Regions from separate parts of the Mus musculus genome. Here region 1 is linked to region 2. The links are chromatin contacts, called in public Hi-C maps. All regions are on one chromosome and are shown on one strand. Each heading gives the region's core, a stretch centred on a gene start, on an enhancer-like site or on the middle of the called end of the contact. The rest is flanking DNA. Distances are from core to core; before and after follow the strand shown. Region 1 has its middle 17 kb from the start of Gm40167. Region 2 overlaps Lpar3 (lysophosphatidic acid receptor 3).

Region 1 (2,700 bases), core at 123-2,622, 43 kb before region 2:
ACAATGTGTGTGTGTACACTCTTACCTCCAAAGTTTTTTATGCACAAAAATTATATACTTAAAGACAGAGAGCTCTGTTTCTCACCATTTTCTCTATCTCACAGGTTTTCATACTCCTGTGTCCATTCAAGTTTCTATTGGCTGCCAACTCCTGACGTGGAGTGCTGTGTAATGCTTGCATAGTTTGGAGGCAGTGAGACTGGTTCCGGCTTGGGAGTTCTGCGGGGTGATCAGGACCTTTTCTCTCTCTGTCTGCATGTCAGCACGTGGTTTCCATACCTACAGCTGCTTCATGTTTCACATGCATCCACGATAATAGCGGCCATAAAATCTGTCTTCTAGATGGGAAGCAAAGAAAAAAGAGGGAGGGAAAAGGCTACGTCTATATTCTGTTTTTAAAAGCTTTCCTGGAAATTAACCCACCAGGTGTTGATATTCCATTGGCCAGAAGTTAATCATGTGAGAACCACTTGCCAGGGAGACTGGGAAATGTGATCTTTTTGCTCCTTATTAAGGATGTGGACAATATGGGATACTGAACAGGAACAATCACAATGTGCGGGACCTTGCCTTCATTTTACTTATCCAGAGTCACCTACAAGAGTCTTTTAAAATCACAGTATCTGATTTTTGTGGATTTTCCCTTAACTCCTCATTTATTAATTATAATTGAATAAGGAAGAGCTGCTCCTTCCTCCTGGGAACACAATTCTTTATTTATAATGGTATCGATTCTTCTCTGATCCCTTTAACAAGAGAATGGTCTTTGGAAAAGAAGAACCAAGTGCTTCCAGCATTACCTATCTCCCTAAGATGGTTTGAAATAACAATACAGCTAGCTACAAGCTTTAAGAAATGTGGGCATCACCAAGGCCACACAAGCACCCAGTGTCCTCACACAGCTCAAAAGTGGCAGGAAAAGAAAAAGGTCACATCAGGGTAGATCCACTAGTGTAAATTTCTCATTTGTCAAAAATATGAATTCATAGTTGGCAAGAAAAAAGAGCCAGTTGAGCTAGACAAATATGATTTCTGTTGACAGGATATTAGGTAAAATAACTCACACAAACTAACTAAGGTGGCACCCAGTAAATATTTTTAATAGTTTTTGTTGAAAGGGCTATCATCATTCAAGCACTTCTTGGTCTCTGAGACGTGTGGGTGGCTTAGTTGTTTTGTAAGACCTTTTTGAAACATGATAGGGTATATGAAAATTTAAAAGACCGCGTCTTAGTTACTTTTCTACTGCTTAACAACGTGGCCAAGACAGGTTATAGAAGGAAGGTTATACTTGGGCTACAGTACCAGACGGGTAAAGGTCTATGATGGCAGAGGGGCAGAGCCGCGATGGGCGGAGCCGCGATGGGCGGAGCCGTAGCAGGAAGCTGAGAGCTCACTTCTTCAAACTGCAAGCAAGAAGCAGAGAACGCCAACTCAAACTGGCCAAGGCTTTAAGCTCTCAAAGTCCACATTTGCTCTCCAGCAAGGCCGTAACTCCCAAGCTGCCCCTAACAGTACTGCAAACTGGTGTCCAAGTATTCAAATACTGGAGACTTTGGGGGAACATCTCATTCAATCCATCACAATCATAAATATTTTTAAAATAAAAATGATAGTAAGTCCACTTTCTGATGAATGTCTATGGTCTTTGGGTGGGAATTTGATGATGGAGTCGTTCCTCCTCTTTTTGTTTAGAAAGCCTAGACATCAAGGTTTGGGAACCTGGCAAATGGGCTTGGATTCGGGTCTGCTGGCTAGAGTCTCCATCTGCATTTGACCTGCACATTTGCTGGTCAGCCGGGGTAAGGACGTAAGGGGTGGGATCGAGGACATAAGAGGGTTAGAATTATGAGTCCGAAGCCTTTGGGTCATCTCAGAGGTGTCTACCGCGAGACTGGCAACTGCACGTTTAAATTTTAATTTGAAATGCCACGTTCACCTCCTTATTGTATTTTCGCCGAGAATACAAGACGAGCATACCTAAAGAGGGGGAAACGGAGTGGCTTGTTGAACAAGATTGTTCTAGAAGTTGGGATCCTGATTTGTAGTCTTGATCAGAGTGCTAGAGGCTGTTCGCATCAGTTTAGCTCCTTCATTTCCCTGAGATCTTTTCTCACAGAACCTGTCCTGCTCTGAAAACCTGTCTAGGATTTCCCTAAGAGTGCCTTGGGCTGCCTGCAGTATCTTCAGTAGAACTCTTTTGCCACCTAGTGGCCAAATTAAAGATCTTCGCCTTACCGTATCTTCTGCTTCCAGGTCCCTCCTTGATTGCAGCAAAAAGAACAAAGCCATTTTAGACTTTCCTCCGCAAGAATGCGGCAAACTGCCAGAGCTGGGAGGAACAAATGTTTAATTCATGTCCTTGGAAGCTCCGCTGGGTGAACAAACACAGCGCCGCTTCCTAAGGCAGAGGCCTTGGTGCAGTGGGCATGTGGTTACAAAGCGGTTCCTGACGGCGAGAACACCCAGCGAGGTGCCCTGATAAATGTAACCCCAAGGAGATGTGTTTGGGTTACTCCCTGTGAGCTAATCTGTTACACGCTGGTCCTTAATGCTTTCAGCTGCTCCCAGTTAATACTCATTAAGCATGCATGCAGTGCCTGTCCCTCTCTAGACATCTGAAATAGAGAGGGGTGAGAGGGTCCCCTCGGGTCTCCTGCTGATCTGGAGTCATCTTTCACCCAACAGTGGTCCCTATAG
Region 2 (2,700 bases), core at 134-2,633:
AACATCTGGATTTAAAAAAAAAATAAAAAATAAAAATCCTTCTCTTCTAGCAATCCCAACCCCAGCTTCTATGCCTGAAAGACAATATTTAAAACTGGAAGGAGCTTTGGGGACTTCCAATTTAACACCATGTTTAGTGATCCACAAAGGGAATGAGATTCTATGGTTAGCTCCCCAGAAGTCGGCTCTGCTGTGTGTGTTTTTAATTCTCTTCGGGACACAGTGAGATGCTTCGTGTTATAGGGTAATGCTGAGGCTATTTTTATCCCAGATTTTAATGAGTCTCGAGTTTGTCAGTAAGTCACCTTCATGGGTGTCTTCTTGGAGTTTACCTTCAGTCTGCTTGTTCCACAGTGAGGAAAGGAGCACCCATAGTCTTATGCCCGTCACTGGAGTGATCAGAGGACTAGCGAGTTAACAAGCATAAGACAAATGCCTTGCCAAGGCTCATAAAAAACAGAGCTCAGAGAATGCTCTGGCCTGCATGGACCGATGGCTGCAGGTGAACAGCATCACAGTTGTCACATATACTGGGGCCTTGGTCCCAGACCATCTTAACATGAGGTGGGCATATTCTCAGAGGGCCCAGGAAGGCAGGGCATCAGAACTGACCCACCGACCCATTGTGACTTTTAGCATTTGTAAAAAAGCATCAATATACTGGTTTTCACAAGGAACTTCACACAGTTGGAGGCATATAGAGATATTGGAACTTAGTTCGGCTTGTACAAATGCAACCAGGGGTAGCTCTGTTATAGTATTCAGACTTGGGGCTCCTCAAAGTCACAAACAGGCCCCTCACCTACCACTCAGTTGCAGCAAAATTGTTTTTCACCATGAAATTTCAATAGCTTGTTTTCGAAAAAATTTTTTTTCTTTCCAAGATATCACTTTTGATACCAGACTAATTTCTCTCAACACAGACTGATCAGAACTGCACAGGCAGTGCTTCACACTTAAAGAGATGGGGTCTTGTTCGACCTGTGCCTAGATTCAAACATGGACCTGGTTAGGTATGGGTGAGACGTTCAGTAAGAACAATGCAAGGAAGGCAGGCAAGGCTTGTAGACTCAGGATCTTAGAACTGCCGGGGGAACACTCTTCCTTTGCATTTATTCCCCTCACACACTAAAGGCTGGATTTTCTGAGCAGTCTCCATGAACTCTGTAACCCCTCCAATCATCATTTCCAAATATACAGGAATTCCCTATTCTTGTGCCGCTCTCGAGATGTAAGTGAGCATAAACACAAAAGCTATCTATTTCTACCCTGTGTTTCCACATTTTGGATCCCCTCCAGACACCATTCCGAATAGGACACTCGGATGCAGGGCACTAAAAATGGTTCTTGCCTCAAAATAAAACCTTTAAAGATCCCTTAGTAGCTATTCAGGGACTGGAATTCAATTTCCATTCTCCACCCTTTGGCCAGCTGTAGATTCAGAATGCTCACATAAAACACTGAGTGCATGCTTCATGGCAAATTTGATTTTTTTTTCTTCTACAATACAAGTGTGAGTCACAGTTACCACATGCTGTATTTTTGCTTAGATAATATACAGAGCAATAATGGCCCTCATCAAGGGATAACAGGTCCTCGCAAATTATTATTTTATAGGTAGCTTTCACATAAGCTTTGCGTACACCTACCTACTGCATCAAGCATGTAAAAATCTAAGACTTCAAATCATAACGCTCTATATTTTAGGCCATTATATCTCAAAGCATAGCTTCTTAAAATATTTTATTACAAGTAGTTTGTGCACATAAATGTTACATCACAACAGCAGAGGGGAGAGAGAGAGAGAGAGAGAGAGAGAGAGAGAGAGAGAGAGAACATGTAAACGTTTGCAAGCTACATAAATACCATAGTGCCTGCCTTGAAGTTATTCTTACTTTGTCAGAATACACTCTAAACGTCTTACACCGAAAACACTGGTCAGTAGCCTATGTGTATGAACACTATTTTTGTTTTTAACTGATCTACCTTTCAGAGGTCTTTGAAGGAGAAAAATACAAGATCAAAATGCAGTCCACAAGATAGAATACGCTGGCAGCTTTGGTTAAAATACTCGATGTGCAATTACTTTGCACTTGGGATCCAGCAAGCCCCTCAGCGGTATCCTGATAACCAAGACTGAAGATCTAATCGTGCTCATATTTGACGCTATTTGGAAGAAGTTCAACCTACCGGTCAATATCATCACTTACTCTACTATACAGTTGCCCACCTAGCTCCTGGCCATGGCTTCTCTGAGGAAATCAAAGTTCACTGCTAAAATATTTTTCTGAACATTTTAAACCCATGCGGAAACAACTACAGAATCTAGTAGCCACACAATGGGGGGCTCAGGTACCATTATTTACTACTTTCTTTTGACCTAGGACTTTCAACACCATCATTGAAAACACACAGACAATGGTGGCAAGATGGTGACAGAGCCCAGCATGGCTCTCGCAAGAGCTGGAGGATGTTGGGAGCGGATCACAGACAAGCCGGAACCCACTGCTCATCTCTCCCTTTCCTGTGCGCTTTTACTAAACGCCGTAAATCTATTTTCCTTGACCATGAAAACTTAAAAGCCCCAGAAGTGATGCATGGAGCCCTCAAACAACCCTGTCCACGTGCTTTGTGAGACAGGTGAGGACGCTTAACAGCTCTTTCCCCAGGGGAAGAGGGCGGAGGCGTCCGTGGCTTAGG

The links. Hi-C and Micro-C count contacts between places; a contact is called where the count stands out from the background.
Region 1: a Hi-C map of cortical neurons shows a contact between it and region 2, with 2.2 times the contacts expected there. The contact joins two enhancer-like sites. A contact is called at or near these places in 1 of 15 datasets of contacts at CTCF or cohesin (the NIH/3T3 cell line) and 6 of 484 Hi-C or Micro-C datasets (the C10 cell line, the HL-1 cell line, cerebral cortex and 3 more).

What each region holds. Positions count from the first base shown.
Region 1 is chr3:146,327,638-146,330,337 of GRCm38.p6, reverse strand. No RefSeq gene overlaps it. Among named protein-coding and RNA genes, the nearest start is that of Gm40167, 17 kb to the left of the region's middle. Within about 2 kb of position 1,372, at least 118 of the 459 cell types and tissues checked have an H3K27ac peak or open chromatin away from gene starts, as enhancers often do. A contact at or near this core is called in cortical neurons, where this site is marked.
Region 2 is chr3:146,284,989-146,287,688 of GRCm38.p6, reverse strand. Lpar3 (lysophosphatidic acid receptor 3) reads right to left here. Exons shown (of 3, transcript NM_022983.4): 3 at 1,475-2,700. The coding sequence ends at 2,696. Among named protein-coding and RNA genes, the nearest start is that of Gm40167, 60 kb to the left of the region's middle. Within about 2 kb of position 1,383, at least 1 of the 459 cell types and tissues checked has an H3K27ac peak or open chromatin away from gene starts, as enhancers often do. A contact at or near this core is called in cortical neurons, where this site is marked.